Linked DNA regions of Ovis aries: all the other regions are linked to region 1. Evidence: chromatin contacts called from public Hi-C data. All regions are on one chromosome and are shown on one strand. Each heading gives the region's core, a stretch centred on a gene start, on an enhancer-like site or on the middle of the called end of the contact. The rest is flanking DNA. Distances are from core to core; before and after follow the strand shown. Region 1 overlaps SEC22B (SEC22 homolog B, vesicle trafficking protein). Region 2 overlaps NOTCH2 (notch receptor 2). Region 3 overlaps NOTCH2 (notch receptor 2).

Region 1 (4,052 bases), core at 254-2,753:
AGCCTCTGCCCCGGAAAGACGCTTTCTACATAGGGCTAAGCTTCATTAAATGAGGTGTAACCTTTCCTTTTCAGGCCATGTCTTTTCTTGCAAGGTCTTTAGAGGCAGAAGTTCCACTTGGATTCTAATACACATCTCTGTGCGCTCAGCTTCCTGAAAACATACACCTGTCGGGTGCTAGGTTCTCCCTTGCCAGTGACTGGATTCACTACTTCACAGCCACCAGAAGCGCACATACACTATTAACATGATGAAAAATACAGCTACTGCTGCAAGTTTGGCATAAGTGGAACGCATGTTCAAGTACTTCGCATCCTGGCGGTATTTCTTGGACAGACTGGACAAATTGTTAGCCTTCGAATCCAATGCTGTCAAAAGGGAAAAAAAGAATAACATTAATTAGTGCTTTAAAGTATTTTATCAACCGTATTAAGAACAAAAATAACCTAAATGAGTAGCACTACTTCAAATCGTGAAGCTGAAATTATCTTTTTTTTTTTTTTTAAGGGTAAGGTTGTATACACTGATTTATTCATGATCCCAAAGCACTGTAAAATCTACAATGCATTTTCAAATAATCAGTTCAACTTATGTTCAAATTCTTGAGGCTATAGAGTGAGTCCAGGGTCTGGCCTCAGACCCTAGTTCAAATCTCCACTGTACCAATCATATGATACTGGGCAACTCAGCCTAAGACCCAACTTCTTTGTATATAAAAATAGGGAATATACAATAAAAGTAACCATATCATAGGATATCTGTAAAGTGAGCACAATGCCTACATGATGGTAAACACTTGATAAACGTTAGCTGATAGCAACTATCTTCATAATCTCTTAATGGTTTAAATCATATTCGCTCATATTTTGACAAATGATAATCCAGGTAAGATGAAAAATGCAGGTAACCAGAAAATTCAATGAACCAGACACTGAGTATTAAGCGGTATCTCAACAGTGACTACTACCAAATTTCTAAAACTTTCCAGATGGTAAAGACTATTATTATGAAGATAACACTATCAGAAATTGTATTTTAGCAGACGTAGGAAAGCTATATTACAATGAAAATACAATCACAGGTGCTAGAAAACTACCAATGTATACTAAATTAAGCTTTTTAGAATCTTCTGCAAAGTTTTATTCCCTATACGAACATTTGTAATGTCATTATCTTCTTTTAATTGTTAACAAAGCACTTAGAGAAATAACCAGATACACATAAGCTAAACTGGGCTTAAAATATATGGCATATTTTTAATAATAAAAACAAACTCTCAGTTTGGCATAACTTCTAATCAAACTTTTCACTTCTTTAAATTTTTGAGAAACTGTTTTGCAATCTGAATCTATTTGGTCTTCCTTGGAGAATGCTTTTGGACTATTTGGAGTTGCTTAATAGGGACTGGTTTTGATTGAGAAATGTGGCATTACTTAATAACACAGGCATGTCAGCCATTTCGAAATTAGTAACTTGTCCTGTAAGAAAAGCACCTTGTCATGCAAAAAAACAGTTAAGGGATGAGAAATAGCCATGACAATACTGCAAGGAATCTTTGCGGTCAGTTTAACAGACTGGACAGAGGTTTTTAACTACTACAGTGTTTCTTACTATATTCTTAGTGCCTAGAACAGGATCTGGCATATAGTCAGTGCTCCATAAATAAGTATTTGCTGAATGAATCTAAATCTGCTGAGAAAAACTGGGAAGAGAAATAAATATTAGGTCATATAAAGTAAGCAACAGTTATGAGAATTTCTTTACATATGAACATTGGAAACACATGGTATCATAAAAACAAAGCTATTGCTTGGAGAAGTACTTTTCTGAGTCTTTGCTTCTTTATCTGTAAAACTGGTTTGATACCACCCACTTCACATGGGATTACTCTAAAGAATAAATAAAATATATGTAAAGTCCCCTTACCATATTGCCTAGCACAATGTAAATGTTCAACAGATATTTGTTACTCTGTGACAATGTTCCTTATCTTACTAATCACATGAAATTTCTTAAGGGTAAAAATGTACTTTGTTTTTATCAGCATATCAACACTATAGCAATTAGCAAAGCACTAGAAGGAAACCCCATATGCTCTTGATTAATTGAGCAGTTTATCATGTTTGGGAACGCATGTAAGAATTAAAGATTTTAAAATTTAAAAAATAAAAAACTAAAAAAATAAAAATAAATAAATATAAATTTTGGCTTTAAAAAAGTTTCCTATACTGGTTTACTTTATCCTGAGTAGAACCTGTGAGTCCGCTATGATGAAAATTTATATAGACTCACTTATCCAAAAACTGATGTTTAAAGAGTATGAAGCTATATACAGTGGGACAATTGCTGACTATAAACATGAAGGTTAAAATCTGAAGTTCATAATAAAGGAAAACCCATTTATTCATTGGAGAAGGGAATGGCAATCCACTCCAGTACTCTTGCGTGGAGAATCCCAAGGACAGAGGAGCCTGGCGGGCTACAGTCCATGGGGTCACAAAGAGTAGGACATGACTGAGGTGATTTCGCATGCATGCATTTAATCATGAATATGTAACAAGGCTGAATTTTAAAAATATACATTAAGGCAACTACCTGTGATGATTACTGTGAAAGAAATAAAATAAGTATATAAAATAGATAAAAAACAGCGTATATGCTCACATTAAACACTTAGGTAACACGTAAACATTAGTTATATATTTTAGGTAAATTAGTACACACACATATACATACCCCATGTGCTAAAAAACATTACATGCTTTTTTACATTACGTAAAATATGTAAGTGTTTTAAGAATTTGAAGGAGTAAGGAGATTAATGCGTAAGGGGCTGTACAGATCAGGGAAGGCTACTTTATAGAGGCAGTTCTTATCTAGAGTCTAAGGAAGGTCCAGGATGATAAAGACACTGAACTGGCTGAGGTGGAATGTTTGTGAACCAGGGAGAATGAAACACTTTTGCAATCTCCTTATCTTCCACAACAGAGAATACAGTGCCTTGCACATTGGCTGCTAAGTGGCTTCAGTTGTGTTCAACTCTATGCGACTCTATGGAATGTAGCCCACCAGGCTCCTCTGTCCACAGGATTCTAGAGGAAAGAAAACTGGAGTGGGTTGCCATTTCCTCCTCCAGGGGATCTTTCTGACCCAGGGACCGAACCTGTGTCTCCTGCGGCCCCCATACTGCAGGCACATTTTTAAATGCTGAGCCACTGGGGAAGCCCACCTTGCACATTATGAGTATTCAATTAATAATGACTGGATGAATGAAAAGTAAGTTGAGACCAGACTAGATCTTGTAGTCACAGGTCTCAGTTTTTCTGCAGAGGAACGCCTTGAGGAAATGGTATTTTACAACAGTTGATCTGGCAGCAGTAAAGTCTCTTGGAGCAGCTACTTATGAAACCATTGCCATAAACCTTTGACAATGTCCTCTCATTCTTCTTTTCGTTTTCCTTACGTGTTTCTATAAATACTAATCTAATTTGGTAAATACCTGGGAAACAGTAATTGTTTCTTACATGGAATGAGACTTTACACTGTTCCAACTCAATAGAAACTAACCACACTAGGAAGAAACATATCATATTGGAAGCTTGTAATGTAATCCATTTTGGAGAAATGAATTCTTAATAATACTAGATAGAATCTGACAGCATAAATGGTAACCCCAAATAAGCTATCCTTGCCTATGGAATAAGAACCACTTGCTCATAAGACTCGTACTGCTTTTAGATACCTGAGAGTGCTTCTCCCCGTTGTAACACTTCTTCAATATTCGCAACCATGATTCTCTGCACATCTTGCAGTTCAGTGTTGATGGAGCCTAGGTTTCTCCGAGCACGACTGTCAATGTAAAGCTTCTTGGTTTTCTGAATGTAGGTATCTATAATGATGAAGAAAAGTGACTGATAACAATTTCTTTCATGTCCGTCAAAGAAGTAGGTAAGAGTATATTCTGAGTTTAGTCCTGGTTCTGAACTGTCCATGATTAGCCAGACTCTTGAATGAGTATCAAGTGTGACAGGGAGTTTCCCAAAATATTACTA
Region 2 (4,034 bases), core at 990-3,489, 190 kb before region 1:
GTCATAACAATAAGATGAGATAGATTTCTGTGTACAGACAATAAGCTCTGAACTCTCCCCGTCTGTACAACTTATTTTCAGGGTTTTTTTTAGCTTGATAACAGAAGAGCAGAAGGAAGAGTATTCTAATAATCTTTTCATATAATTTAGAATATTCATTGATACTACACTGAAACTTGACAAGTTGTAGTTTCTTTTCCTTTTCCAGCCTTATTGGGCTATATTTAACATATAACATACATGTAAGTTTAAGCAGTATATACATGATGATTTGATAGACATATTTAATATGAAATGATTACCAAAATAAGATCAGTTAACACATCTATTATCTCACACAGTTAACCTTTTGTTTGTATATGGTAAGAATATTTATATTTTTGCATTTAACTATGTTCTTTTCCTCTCAGATATTTAATAAGCATCTACTATGTTCCAGGCAATGTGTTGCTTTGCCAGATAATAACATCAGAGTCTTTCAGGAATGCTCTTTCTCCTATTTTCTACAGTACGGTCCCCAACCTCCAAGATCTAATGTCTGAAGATGTGAGGTGGAGCTGATGTAATAATAATAGAAATAAAGTGCACAATAAACGTAATACACTTGAATCATCCCCAAACCATCCTTCTCCCACTTTTGGTTCATGGAAAAAACTTCCACCAGAGATCTTCCAGTCTCTGGTGCCAGAAAGGTTAGGAACAGCTGTCCTACAGCACTTAGCATGGTACTGAGTTCAGAACATCTGCCCAATAAATGTCGGTGAGAGTATTTCTTTAAGTGAACACAGGGGGACATATGCGGTTAGCACTATACCCAATGACGTAGCACAGACACTGTTGTAAAAGGGGCCCACTTCAATAACAACCTGCCTCTGCTTACTGACCCATGCCCCATTCTGAATGGTTTGTCACACCATACATACCTGTCCACTGAGGGGGACAGCGGCAGTTGTAGGTATTGACCCCATCCACACAAACCCCTCCATTCTGACACTTGTGGTTAGGACAGTCATCTATATTCCGCTCACAGGTGACTCCTTCAAAACCTAGTAAGAGAAGGATTAAAAGAAATGATAAATTCTCATAGAGATGATGTGATCTGTTCTTCTCCATAGGACATGGTCATCAGAACAGACTGACTTCATTATTACAGTTCCACTGACAGCAGATGGTCAACCCAAGACTCACCATATAAAAATCCCTCAATCTTCTGTCTTTTCTTGCCTCAGGCATAGACAGCTAAAACGAAACATTATGCCAATGACATGCCTTCACAGTTACCTCACAAGTATTTCAAAGTGTTTTCATGAAATAAAATCCCAGTGAAGATAAATGTCTACTCAGGACAGCTGGTTCTAAAAAAAAGGGTATTAGATTTTCCTCAGCTCCATGCTAGATTAATGAGAAGAACAAATAAAAGATCACCTAATTAAATTTAAATTCCTTTTTGTTTTCTTCTTGGGAAAATCACGGGGGAGAATAGGGAGACATAAAAAAATACTGAACTGAAAATCTGAAGATAAGGGTCAAGTTCTAACCTCACTGCTTATAAGCCATTTAATACTTGGTAATTACAAGCTCCAAAGTAGCTTCCTCATCTGTAAAATAAGTCTGGCTGCACCTGCCCAGCCTGTCTTTCGAGGTTGTTATAAGTGCCACATCGTAAGGACAACACAAATATAAAAAGCCATCTGAAGATGGGGTGTCATTATTACTAACCACACTTGCCAACTCTTATTGTTCATCCTCCTTTTCACACTTATAGCACTGCTTCCTTCCTCTTGATTTTTCCCGTTTATGAAAAATGAAACTAGCACATCAAACTTCACCGTAATTGCACATAGCATGTTCCCCTATATAATTTATGAGTGAGTAAAGTCATTTAGTCGTGTCCAACTCTTTGTGACCCATGGACTGTAGCCTCTCTGTCCATGGGATTTTCCAGGCAAGAATACTGGAGTGGGTTGCCATATCCTTCTCCAAGAGATCTTCCCGACCCAGCGATTGAACCTGGGTTTCCCGCATTGTAGGCAGATGCTTTACCATCTGAGCCACCAGGGAAGTCCTATATAATTTATACATTGGGCTTTTTTATTTCTCTTTCCTTGCTACCAAATCTCTTAACTATTAAAATGGAAGACTATCAGCTTTAAGAGAGGAAGTTTACTGAACATTCCCTTATTTGAAATACATATGACTAAATATTTCGCCTCTTCAGAATGTCCCTTAAGTTTCTCTCTTTTACTCAAAACACATATCGGGTCTTATATTGGCACTGGTATAGTCAAGTAAAAGACGGAGTTCCTGCTTTCAGGACACTGCAGTCTGGTGAGTGGGCAGACATCAATCATGCCTTGCTTTCTTCATTCCTTAGCAGAAGCTACTGTGGTGGTCTACATCTGCTCTGCTACACTGGAACACAGCTGGTTTCTCTGAATACAGTTGCAGTCATGCACATGAGTATGAACCAAGTAACCAAAAAAATTACCCAGAGACCAAAGGAAATCACTTTGTAGAAGATGGAGATAATTGGACGCTTGACTGAAGAGAATTCTATTTCTCTGGGTATTTGCTAAGAAGTCCATGCAAGCAGATGAGTCATTAAGTAAGCTTGAGAAAGACTATGAAAAAATTTATAGACTCAGATTTTTAAAAAATTAATCATATTACTCAAATATCTTCTGGGCTTCCCAGGTGGTGTTAGTGGTAAAGTACCCGGCTGCCAGTGCAGGAGACATAAGAGATGAGGGTTTGATCCCTGGGTTGGAAAGATCACCTGGAGAAGGAAATGGCAACCCATTCCAGTACTCCTGCCCGGAAAGTCCCATGGACAGAGAAGCCTCGCAGGTTACAGTCAACAGGGTCACAAAGAGTTGGACATGAATGAAGTGACTTAGCATGCACTCGTATCTGTTTAATCATATGACAGTCCTTCAAATGGACTGAGTCAGTAAATGCTGAACCGCTTAAGTCCACCCAAAATTATGATGAAGTGAGAGCAAATCTATAGATCCGCAAAGTACCGTCCCTGAACAACAACTGAAGTCCCTGTTTCTGGTCTAGTGCTCTCAAATGGAAACATTCTCTGGAAAAGTTGGATACTTTCAGAATGTGGGAGAGAAATGGGTCCTGGCCCACCACTGTTAGAAACCCATGTGGTTTGCTGGTGTCCTAGAATTGATACCAGCCATCCCAACTCGATCTCCCTAGTGACCAAGGCTAAATATGTTTGGCTAAGGTGTCAAGGAGGTGATGAAGCCTTTGTAGCCAAACTATTTGAATTTATATTAGCCAGTGTTACAATGAAAAGAATTCACCAACCACAGACAAATTAAGAAAGCAGAAACATTTCAACATAACCATAACATATAAGAAATAAAATGTTTTCTTTTCATCACTATTTTTGAGATAGTTCTTACCTGTCACTATGTAGTTATTTAGGCAGAAAGGCAAATAGGTGAAAGAGTTAATTCACGGTTGAAGTATGGCCTCTGGGTTAAACTGCCTAGATTTAATTCTCACACTTTCCATGCAGTAGCTGAGTGAACATGGGCAAGATATTATATATGCTTAATAGTTAAACTTTCTTTCCTCTCTGGACTAATTAACAGGACCTACCTGAAAGGTTGTTTTAACGATTAAATGAGTTAGACAGAAAAAAAAAAACAATTTAATAAATTGTGCCAGAACAACTGAATATCTAGATGCAAAAGAATAAATAAAGTTGGATTCCTTCCTCATCCCATAAACAAAAATGAACTAAAAAATGTATGAGTTAAAATGATAAGATTCTTAGGATAAAACATAGGAGGAAATGAGACTTGGGCTAGATAGAAATATCTTATACATGACCAAAGGCACAAGTCACAAAAGAAAAAACTGACAGTTTGGAATTAATCAAAATTGAAACCACCTGGGTTTCAAAGAATGCCAATCAAGAAAGTAAAGACAGTCCACAGAAAGGGAGAAAATATTTACAAATCATATATCTAGGAGATACAAAGAATTCTTACAACAAAATTAAAATACAATAT
Region 3 (4,539 bases), core at 1,735-4,234, 230 kb before region 1:
CTCTTCCCCCTGATCCAAGACACAAAATCTACTCCCACTATGAAAAAAGAGAAAAGTAAGGAAGCATTCATGGGGACAGGATATTACCAAATGCCACCATCTTTATACCTGCAATAGGGCCTGACACAGAGTCTTAAAACTGAGGAACTATAGCCATGTATAAAAAGAAAATAATGGTTTAAGAGTATAGAGGTCTGAGTTCAAATTGTACTCTGTTAATCACTAGACATATGACTGTGAACTATTTTGATATTTATTTTGTCAATCAGCAAGTCTCAAAGAGACAAAGGAATAACAGTGCTTTTAAATCTGTAAGTATCTTTACAGATGTTATATATCTGAATGACAAAAAGTTAATGACTAAAATATGATCTTAGAAAAATGTCAAGTTATCAAATAAAGTGACCCTGAAATATATTGATCTATCCTAGTAGCGTGGCACAACTTTGAGTTGTGAAATAAATGACTATATGGTCAAGGAGTATAAATATGCATGATTTACCCACAGGTTTCTCTCTCAAGGGTTAAAGAAAAAAGTGACAGGAGAAATGTAACAGAGACAACTCAAAAAGTGATTCTACACAATACTCACTACTATGCATTTTTCCAGAAGGTCATAGGTGACTATGTATCATCTAAGAATATCTCAATGTTTAATAGAACTTGTTGGAAAGGTTTTAAATACATGGATTCTCCCATGATATTATTGCTACCATTACAGTAAAACAAGATTTTCATTCTTCTACCAATATCTCTTTTGAATTATCACAGAATCAAGCCTACACTGGAGCTTACAATTAGAATACCCAATTAAAATGTCCAAAGTTGTATGAGTGGAGCTCTAGTTGCTCACCTTAAATGATAGTTTCAAGAGCTCACCTCTCTGCTAGTCTGAAAATAGAATCCATGTTTAAATTTATGTTTTTATTCTCCAACTGCCCTATAAATAATAAGTGCTCAAATTAAGGTTGCTGTATGAATGAGTAGGAAAAGGGGAAAGAAAGAAGTGAGTCAAGCTGTATGTACCAACAAAAAGGCAGAAAAAGGACTTAAAAATATGCACTTCTGCGTCACCTTTAAAGCCCTTCTTGCAAGTACACCTGTATCCATTCACCAGATTGTCACAAGTTCCCCCGTTCTGGCATGGATTAGAAAGACATTCATTTTTGTCCACTTCACAGTTGATGCCAACCCAGCCTGCATCACAGAGGCACTTGTATCTGAAAGAAGACAGAAATAAGTTACAGTTGTGGTATGAATGTACAATTAAGTCACAGTTGAAATGCAAAATTCTGAAGAAAGGAAGGATCAAGGAGCTCCTGGGTGGGCTAATCTCATTTCTGTTCCTCTTCAAACCTACACTTGGGTTACCTTGTGAATCATGTGGGCCCATCTGGAGTATTTCGTAAACACAGCTTTCTGGCCCACAAAAATGCTGGAAAAATTAAGTAAGTTTAGTGGCCTTTCATATGTAAAGAGTGGCTGGTACAACAAATTGGGACAATCTGAAAGACACATTGACATTGATAAATTTGCAGTTTCTTTTCTGCTAAATAAATGTAAAGAAACCTTAGATCACTTGTTTCTGGTGTAAAACAGATACTCAGAAAGCAGGGTAGTATCAGAGACTCCAAGTGACCCCGAAGAGCTCCTGGGATGTTTGACTTCTGAGACGTGGTTTGTTCTGACCTGAAACCCTGCCCCCAGAAAGCACCAAGGGTACTGAGCAGGAAATGGAACAAAAATGAAGGTATCTGAAATGTATGCATGTTGTTCACAATTTGGACACCATTAGCACTTAGAATGTAATATCGGGAGATAACAGCCTCCTTGTCTGGTGATTCTTTTTTAAAAAAAGTAAATGGGTTGGGATGCTTTGAAGGCTGCTATACTCTGAAACAGGAATACTGAGTTAATTCAGCTTAGAAATCACTTAATTTCCCATTTACCTCTAAATGTACTCTTCACTTTTTCACCTGTTGTAAGCATGGCAAATGCTAAGTCTTGGCCAAAGTCCCATCCTCTGGCAAGCATAGCAAGAGCACAAGACTATCTCATGGAACCAAACGTCACACTCTGTGATTCTAGAAAATTACTTGCCAACACATTACACAACTCTCAGGGGCTTGCCAGCTGTGAACACTTCATCAGGGCCAAGATTCTAGCTAGCTGAGACCAGCTCTACTTCAGTGGTACCCACTGGTATCATTATGAAACAGAGTTGGGTTTTCTTTAAGCAGGAGGTTAAGTCAAACAGAATATCCCTCAGAACGCAATCTTGCAGTTAGTACTAAAAGCACAACTAAAGACTCAGAAAATAACCCTGGACTCCTCCCATGTGCTGACTACCCACACGAGGAATGAAACATTCCTCCTTACTTTCCATCTACTCAGTCATGGAAGGCAGGGAAGAAAGTGGTGACTTGGAAGACTCTTCAGCCTAGTCTCAGCTCAGGTCCTGACTAACTGCTACAGGGTATGGCCAGTACTAAAACTCAACTGGCTCGACACGGGTCAATAAGAAACGATGAATACACAACAGCTACTCACCCAGTGAGGCCCCCAGTACAGTTTCCGTGGACACAGGGATTGCTCAGGCACTCGTTCACCTGTGAGTAGCAGCTGGGATGGTGGGGCCCCTCAGGGCAGATACAGCGGAAACCGTTCACATCATTGATGCACGTTGCACCCTTGCGACAGGGATTGGAGGCACACTCATCAATGTCAATGTTACATCTCTGCCCTGTAGAGAAGGGGGACAGTTTCTGTCAAATCCAAAATGCTTAGGGAATAGACCCAGGACCATGAGATCTATTGTACAGATACATTTACCTGCCTAGACTATAAAATGCTGTGGGCACCAAATGTCAAGACTTAAGGAATAAGACATCCAATAGCACTTAGTGCCACGCAAGGAAGGAGCAGAGAGCATTCTACTTTGATAATTTAACAAAGTTAACAAAATACTGGGACGGTGTTGTAGTGTTTCGACATGTGTTTCTTCACTCCAGTTTAGAAATGGGGAAACTTTGCATCAAATATTCAAAGAGAACATCAAATGCAACCAGAGTTGGCTGCTCCTCTTACTGCTGCTGTTTGGAGAACTCTCAAGCTTTTCTTATCACTGTTGTCAGCTGGTTTACTGCCTTCATTCTCGTAAGAGTTAGTCAATCTTTTACATTTCTATATATGGTAAATCTCAATTAACAGGAATGTTCAGTGATTAACACTGAATCACTATTAATGATTAAGTTGCTTAAAAAGAAAAGCCATTTGTTTTAACTTTTATAATTGTATTAATCTATTTTCTGGCTCAGGAAGAAGAGAAACCTAAATATAATTTTATTGTTCTCTGATCACTGAGAAAACAATTCAGGGTCTCTCAATATAGATCAGTAGTTCTTAAATTTTAATGTGCAAGGATTGCTAAAAGTACTTGTTTTTAAAGAAGATCCTTACTGCTTCAAAGTAACATTTTAAATAATATAGGTGTTTCAGATACTACATTTTGAGAAATTCTGATGTAGACAATTATTATTTCATCGTTATAACGTAAATGTTCAGAATATATGAAATTGAAATGTATATGTTCCTCTAAAACATACCCAAGATTGGACTTTGAAAAGATGTCTGCTATAAAGTGGAATAAAGTATGCCAGTTACATATGAGTTTTGCTTTAAGTTTTGAATAAATGATATTTAACTATATATTCCAAAATGATATAAAATTTTAAAATAACCCATAATTCTGTAAATGAGTGGTGACAAGTAACTGCTATGAAGGAATTATAAATTTCAAAGAATACAATTTTCTGATTCATATAAAACCAGGCATTTTTATTTAAGAAAGAGTAACCCTACAATTAGAACAGGAAATTCCAAATGAAATAGATACACACCCTTTTAAAGTATGGGTATTAACATTTTTTCACTCTCTACTACTCTAAATCATTATTGATGGTTCGTGTGGTAAAAAACCCATAATCTGATAGTAGTTGCTGTTTTCCTTTTAAGTATTTCATTAATAACCGATTCTACAATACTACTTTCTTAGCTTCAACTTCTGATTTTTTTTTTTTTTTAGATGTTTGCCACTGGCATCGAGATAAGAGCCACAAGTCTTCAACTACAGCACTATCCTCTGTCTGAAATCCTGTGGAGAATGTAATGAAAAAGTTTTTTCAATTCTGTCTTTTCTTGGGAAAAATATTCTCAGAAGTCACACTTCTCACATTTTCTTTATTTGCTTTTAAAGCTCTCAGCAGAATCAAGTTTCAAGTCATCTTTAGCTGAGAGGGTTAAGTGCCCCTTTGTATAGTCTACCTGGTGAACCGCAGCTGCTTCACTAGCAAATTCTCATCCTTTAAGTAGCATCGGAAATCCCAGCATTTCATGAACTCCCAGCACAAGACTATGTACCTTGCTGGGCTCAGTAACTACTGAATGAGAAATTAGCCAATGTTTCTTATCGTGTAGGTTGATGCCTAACAAATTAGTATTTAATGAATGAAAGCATGGTACAGTGCAGACTCAAGAGTC

What was found. A called contact is a pair of places that touch in the nucleus more often than the background predicts.
Region 2: a contact with region 1 is called in a Hi-C map of skin fibroblasts, with 1.9 times the contacts expected there. The contact joins two enhancer-like sites. A contact is called at or near these places in 2 of 16 Hi-C or Micro-C datasets (blood and skin fibroblasts).
Region 3: a contact with region 1 is called in a Hi-C map of skin fibroblasts, with 2.8 times the contacts expected there. The contact joins two enhancer-like sites. A contact is called at or near these places in 12 of 16 Hi-C or Micro-C datasets (blood, hypothalamus, liver and 6 more).

What each region holds. Positions count from the first base shown.
Region 1 is chr1:97,567,863-97,571,914 of ARS-UI_Ramb_v3.0, forward strand. SEC22B (SEC22 homolog B, vesicle trafficking protein) reads right to left here. Exons shown (of 5, transcript XM_004002393.6): 4 at 3,743-3,889; 5 at 1-368. The coding sequence ends at 214. Among named protein-coding and RNA genes, the nearest start is that of SEC22B, 18 kb to the right of the region's middle. Within about 2 kb of position 1,504, at least 12 of the 54 cell types and tissues checked have an H3K27ac peak or open chromatin away from gene starts, as enhancers often do. A contact at or near this core is called in liver and tail adipose tissue, where this site is marked.
Region 2 is chr1:97,373,937-97,377,970 of ARS-UI_Ramb_v3.0, forward strand. NOTCH2 (notch receptor 2) reads right to left here. Exons shown (of 34, transcript XM_060401816.1): 5 at 924-1,046. Among named protein-coding and RNA genes, the nearest start is that of NOTCH2, 130 kb to the right of the region's middle. Within about 2 kb of position 2,240, at least 2 of the 54 cell types and tissues checked have an H3K27ac peak or open chromatin away from gene starts, as enhancers often do.
Region 3 is chr1:97,331,772-97,336,310 of ARS-UI_Ramb_v3.0, forward strand. NOTCH2 (notch receptor 2) reads right to left here. Exons shown (of 34, transcript XM_060401816.1): 13 at 2,551-2,743; 14 at 1,075-1,220. Among named protein-coding and RNA genes, the nearest start is that of REG4, 140 kb to the left of the region's middle. Within about 2 kb of position 2,985, at least 9 of the 54 cell types and tissues checked have an H3K27ac peak or open chromatin away from gene starts, as enhancers often do. A contact at or near this core is called in liver and tail adipose tissue, where this site is marked.